Regions from separate parts of the Mus musculus genome. Here region 1 is linked to region 2. Evidence: chromatin contacts called from public capture Hi-C data. All regions are on one chromosome and are shown on one strand. The core of a region is the stretch at or near the end of the contact, and the rest is flanking DNA. Distances in the headings are between cores, read along the strand shown. Region 1 has its middle 18 kb from the start of Gm12052. Region 2 overlaps Wdpcp (WD repeat containing planar cell polarity effector).

The links. Capture Hi-C pulls out chosen DNA fragments and counts their contacts.
Region 1: a contact with region 2 is called in a capture Hi-C map of embryonic stem cells, with 9 times the contacts expected there. The contact joins two enhancer-like sites. A contact is called at or near these places in 2 of 484 Hi-C or Micro-C datasets (cerebellar granule neurons and cerebellum), 4 of 115 datasets of contacts at active chromatin or transcription factors (embryonic stem cells and epiblast stem cells) and 1 of 9 other capture datasets (embryonic stem cells).

What each region holds. Positions count from the first base shown.
Region 1 is chr11:22,628,095-22,631,130 of GRCm38.p6, reverse strand. No RefSeq gene overlaps it. Among named protein-coding and RNA genes, the nearest start is that of Gm12052, 18 kb to the right of the region's middle. Within about 2 kb of position 1,305, at least 106 of the 459 cell types and tissues checked have an H3K27ac peak or open chromatin away from gene starts, as enhancers often do. A contact at or near this core is called in embryonic stem cells, where this site is marked.
Region 2 is chr11:21,633,376-21,636,597 of GRCm38.p6, reverse strand. All of the region lies in intron 1 of Wdpcp (WD repeat containing planar cell polarity effector), which reads right to left. Among named protein-coding and RNA genes, the nearest start is that of Wdpcp, 63 kb to the right of the region's middle. Within about 2 kb of position 1,842, at least 4 of the 459 cell types and tissues checked have an H3K27ac peak or open chromatin away from gene starts, as enhancers often do. A contact at or near this core is called in embryonic stem cells, where this site is marked.

The DNA.
Region 1 (3,036 bases), core at 56-2,555, 1.0 Mb before region 2:
GGCAATGAGTGGCCCTGCCTTTCACACCTCCAATCTGTCCTCCAGGTGGGCTTGTGCAGTTGTTAGAGCTGTGTGAAACAGCATTCTGGGACCCATGTTCCTCTCTGCCTCCATCCTTTCTTTCTCCTAGCATGAATATCTTGGGGGATTCTAATCTCATGGCGACCATTATTTCACTAGAGAGATATACAGGACCTTGTGTGTGTGTGTGTGTGTGTGTGTGTGTGTGTGTGTGTGTGTGTGTGTTCAGAATTGTCTAGAATAGCTTCACCTGTCAGGGGCTGGAGATGTAACTCAGCTTGCAGAGTGCTTGTGTGGCATGCAGAAGAAGCCGGGTTCAATCCTGAACACTGAAGAAACTATGAACTGGGTGTCGGTTGTGACGTGCCCATAATCCCAGCACGTTGGAGGTGGAGGCAAAAATCATCAGGGAAGTTAAAGGTCTTCTTCAACTAGAGAGTTTGAGGTGGGCTTCGTATGCATGGGACCGTGTCCCAAAATAAGCAAACAAATAAATAAAATAGAATATTTTTGTTCCTGCTAAGATAGTTACAATATAGACGATATAAACTGTAATGGGAACGACAACATGTTTAACATTAGGAAATGAGGCGGGGACATCAGCCTTTCAGACAGGGTAGATTTTCCTGAGAAGGTGGCATTTGTGCAGAGGCCTGAGAAAACAGAGAGAAGGCCAAGGGGACATTTGAGGGAGGGCTGCCCAGCTCTCCGCAGTAACTCCAAGGGTGAGTTATCAACTAATAGGAGTCAGCTGACCAGGTGGACTGGGGCTAGGCTGACAACCTTTCTGTCACTAGTCCCCAAAGCTCCCCCTCCCCCCTCCCCACCAATACTCCCCTAGCAGAGCATGTGGGAAGTCATTCTGGATTCTCAGGACCTTTGGCAGACCACAGTCTGACACTGACTCTGGACACCGGAAACCCAACGCACTTCACTGAGCGTTCTCTCTGCCCCAGTTGTTGGCTTCCTTCCTTCTGTGCTGGGTGATGATTCTACAAGCCTGCCTTAGCTTACATTGAAGGCCCCAGACCATCATCTGAATGTCTCCCTGAGCCAGCCAAGTTTTTAAAAAAATATCTTGAAGCAATTATTTCAAAATATAATCCTACGTAGAAAAATCTAGCTAGCGGCCAGTTCCTGTCCCTGGCAGATTATTTAGCGCTTCTCCTTGCTGTCAACAGACATACTTTCCAGGCTTGCTCCCCGGGCATCACCCACAGCACAGAACGGGGGCGGGCTGCAGGCAGACCCGCGCCATTTTCCCGAGGACTCTGCTTCTGCCGTCAGGAAGTGCGTTGTTTACAGCTGGAATTGTTCCGAGCCAGATCGCTATCTCCACTGTTCCACACAGGAATCCAGGAGTGTGAGCTAAGCATTTGCTGAGTGGCCTCTGGGTAGATGAGGGGACTGGTCTCAACAGGTTACTTGACTCAGGTCAGAAAAACTTGCAACAAGAAATCTGAGAGCTGCGGCTGCATCCATCACGCCCATTTCAGTCTTGAGCAGCTGAGCCTGGGCAGCTTTTTCCAGACAGCTTTGGAAAGCCAAACTCAAATGACCGCTGCCGAACTAATAGTAATAATAATGAAAAGAAAGGAAGGAAGGAAGGGAGGGAGGGAGGGAGGGAGGGAGGAAGGAAGGAAGGAAGGAAGGAAGGAAGGAAGGAAGGAAGGAAGGAAGGAAGGAAGGAAGGAAGCAAGCAAGGAAGGAAGCAAGGAAGAGAGAAAGAAAGGCAAATCCAGAAAATCCCATGTGGGCGTTGGGTCCCAGCTTCTCTGTGGAGCTAAATCTTTTCCAAGGCTGCAGCAGCTACTTTATTTGGGCATGTTCCTGACAGGAGAAGCTGGGATGTTTCATCCAAAAGGAAGTCAGTCGTCTGAAGGGAAGGACAACTTGTTCCTTGTAACCTTCAGTGTAGGACAACTTCAGCTGAAGGCAGCTGTGTGCTCCTGCTCTTGGCTTTTGCCGAAGAACTGACTCTTGCCCAGAGGGACTTGTTCTGACGGATGCTATCACATGCCTTGTGTCACTGCCTGAGTCTGGGGAGAGGCAATATGGAGCATTCTTCTAGCCAGGCCTGTGCCTGGGCCTGTGTGTGAGCAAAGAAGGCTGGCTAGCCATCCACCGCCTTGATGTGAATCCAGCCGATCAGCTGCCATACCACTCTTACCCACAGTCCAATCATTGGCAGCCAAGGAGTGGAATTATTGATGTGTCCTTTCCTTGCTGCCAACCTCCAGCAAGGGTCCCCATGGCCTCTGCCTTTGTAGGTTTTCACGTTCTGGAAGGTGAGCCTTGGGAGAATAGTATGGCCTAAGACAGGCAGAGTTGGATTAGTGAAGGATTCTTGGATGCAGCCGTGGGACTGTAAACAGCTGCAGCATTTCACAGATCCCAGTGTTTTGGATGAAACCCACCCCAGGCATTGCTACAAATCACTTAGGGTTGAGGAAAAACCCCTTTCATTCCTAAAAGCCCTGCTAAGGGATAGAAATAATACTGTCACCAAGCCTCCGAAGACTTTTTAAGGAACATACGTATACACACATACACACACTCGAATTAAAAAAAAGAAGAAAGAAGAAATTGTGTATGTGTGTGTGTGAGTGAGTGAGTGTGTGTGTGAGTGTGTTGTGTGTGTGTGAGTATGTGTGTGTGAGTGTGTATGTGTGTGTGTGAGTGTGTTGTGTGTGTGTCCCTACTGAGGTCAGAGGACAATATTTAAGAGATGCTTTTCTTTTTCATCAAATGAGTCTGGGAGAATCAAACTCAGGGTATCACAATTCATAGCAAGCGCCTATACCCCTGAGTCATCTCAGTGTCCCAGAGTTCTGCATTTTAGAAGCTGTGGCCTTCTCCACCCACAATTCTGATGCAGGGCTTGCTTGGTTATTCTTGATAGACATTGACCTCAGCTCCATCCAGAAGTCAGGGGTGCTGTACTGCCATCAATCTCCAGGCACTTGTCTTGGTTGACAATATATGAAGCCTGTTCCTTTGCTCTCAACACTACAC
Region 2 (3,222 bases), core at 593-3,092:
GAACCTAACTCAAGATATGAAAACTCTCAGGTACCTGTCCTTGAAGAAGACCTACCTTAGTGAAGGAGGGTGTAAGGAGAACAACATGCAATTCCATCACAGTATAGCAAACAAAACAGCCATGTCCAGGAGGGGAGACGTAGGCAGAAAGTTACTCCTGGATGGTAACATGATCTCAGTCACTAAAGAAACAGATTCCCATTTTCAGAACCTGCAATTTCTTCAAAGAAAACAAACCATAAAATGTATATAAATTCATTATATCTCCCAAGTTCTTGTGACTACTGTTTACATTTGACAGTTTTTTAAAAATGTACATATCTTACAATAATGTGTATGTTTATTATAGTGAAGGTTTTAACCAGAACTTGCTATTAACTCAACAATACCTTACTGCTAATGGTAAATCAGAATTAAAGAAATGTCATATGCTTGGTTTCCTTTGGTAGAAAAACTAGCTCTAAGTGACTTGGCAACATATCCAAATGAAGATAGGGAGAGGGCATGCAGATACTTTGATATATATCCAAACTCACATGAAAATGACAATAAACAATCAATTAAGAGGGAAACCCTCTATAAAAATACAAACAGTGGAAGAAATAAATAAAACACCCCAAGAATTCAAAGTGGAAATATATAAATAAAACACAAACTGAGGCAAATACTGTCAGGAAAGGGAAATAGAATAGTTATTAAGTGGGGGCACTGGAAGGGATCAAGAGATAGGGTAAAGGGAGAGTACAGAGATAGATAGCTAAAATTATGGGGCATTTGAGGAATAGTATGGGAACCTAGTACAGTAGAAGCTCAGATTAAATAGACAGACAGACAGACAGACAGACAGACAGACAGAAGATATCATTGCTGAAGACCTTAGAACACTCAACCCTAAATGAGATATCTCTATCAAATCCCTCCTTGGAGCTCAGATAACACTGCAGAAAGGGAGACAGAAAGAAAACCAGAGGGGATGGAGGACACCAAGAATAAAGGCCCTCTGAATCAACATGACCAAAACTCATATGAACTCACAGAGACTGGAGCATCATGCACAAGGACTGCATGGCTCGGCACTTACTAGGTCCTCTGAACAGATTTTATGGCTTCCAGTTTAATGTTGTTATGGGATTCCTGGGCATATGAATAAGTCATTTTTTTGTGCCTTCTCTTGGTCTCTTTTCCTCCTCTTTGGTTTATCTCATCCTATAGAAGCCTGTTTGTTTTCTAATGAGAGACCGAAAGGAAGGAGACCAGATTGGGGGGGGGGGGGTAGAGGATGGGGGCAGTGGGAGGAGAAGAGGAAGGAGAATGTGTAATCAGGATATATTTTTTCCACAAATATACTTTATTATATAGCAAATCATAGCATTTGAATAGGCATAGATGAGTATTTAGTGAACGCTAACATTGGTTCCCAATTCAAACATAAATAAAATAGGAATAGAACAGAATTCTTTATTGTTCATTTTTGTTGACAATTATTTGTCCTGTTACATTAAATTTTCACTTTTATTGTAACAAATTTTTAGTTCCCACAGATGGTAGCAGATAATGGTTACACCATCCATGCGAGACAGAACCAGCTAAAGAACACAGAGACCTACATGAGATCTCCAAGTTTCCCAAGACCATGAGTGATCTAGTTCAAAGCTAGGCCTCTCTCTCTCTCTCTCTCTCTCCCCCCCCACCCCCCCACCCCCCCCCACCCCCCCACCCCCCCCCACCCCCCCAGTGTTCCTGGCCAGCTTCCTCCCAGATCTCCCTGTCTCTCTCTCTCTCAGGCTCTGCAGCCCCTTGCCTTTGATCGGTGAATATGCTAATGACTCTGCCCAGCAGCACAGAGGCAGCACCTGCTCTAAACTCTCTGCCTCCTCAAATGGCAGTGGTGCCCTGAGCTCTGTCCCTCCCTCCCTGCCATAGTCCTGCATGTGAGCGACCAATGGACCCAGGCCCTGACAGGAGCACAGGAGACAAAGAAAGGTTGGCGGGTGGGCCAGCAAATGAGGTGGTGGGCCAGCAAACATGGCTGCCTGCAGAAGCGCTACGTGGGCGGGTGGAGGTAATGTGCCACCGGGCCAGACAGCCACCTTAGCTAAAAAGCCTCTCACTTAACCCTATATGTTAAACTTTCACCTTCTGCTTTCCTAGAAAAAAACAAAGGGGGAAGTTAACTGCAGGGTACAACGTACCCCACTCCCAACTCCCCCCTCCATCCAGCTAAGCCTGTGAAAACTGCACCAGAAGCTGTGCTCCCCCTACAGGAACACCTGAATCGTGCTTTTCAACCCAAAATTTCTTGCTTCTTTATTTAAGTGCTTATTTTCTCTCTAGTATTCATGATATATGTCCAAAATTTTTTTCAACATATTTAAAATTTCCTTTAAGGTTCAAAACTCATCCAATCCTTACCAACCAGTTTCCTTTTAAAGACAAACTGTTATCTGCCTACCCCAGATACACAATTAACATGATATTTTCTTCCTCAGCCATCCAAAACGGACCATGATGTGCTTCTAAGCAAACCATTGCAGGCATAACTTTTGCTATCCACCCTATGCAGACATACTCTACTGGTGTTTTGCTCCGTTGTTACAATTACTCTACAGGTCTGTCTCCACATACTACCTACTGCCACAGATCCACCTGAGCCAGCGCCATCTCCTGAGACCTACAGACAACAAAGCTGCCTTCCTCCAAAAACCTCATCTGACTGAAGACTCCCGAGACATACAGTCTTGGGACCTTCCAGCTACAGATGAACTCTCTTGCCAAAGCCAAGTAGCTGATGAACTTGGGGAAAGTTACACGATAGTGAGGAAAACGTAATGTCTATCTAGATTAAATAATTGCTGTTCAAAACTGATGTTACTACCCTCAAATTGTACTACACATGGAGCAATTCATTGATTGTACAATCTCTTGCTCTCTCTTACTCTCTTGTTCTTACTCCCCTTACTCTCCTCTCTTCTCTCCTCACCTTTCTCCTCTCTCTTCCTCTTACTCTCTAGCCTTTCTTCTCTCTTTCTCTCTCCCCCTCCCTTCCTCTTGGCCATGGCTGGTCTCTCCCTCTTTTACCTTTTCTCTTCCCCCCTGCCTTTCTATAATAAAGCTCTAAAATCATAGACTGTCTCTGTTCATCAAGGCCCGCTGTTCTCACCTGTGTGGGAACCTCTCTCCCTTAAGCCCTCTCTCCTGTAACCCTGAGGCTACAGGGTGTCG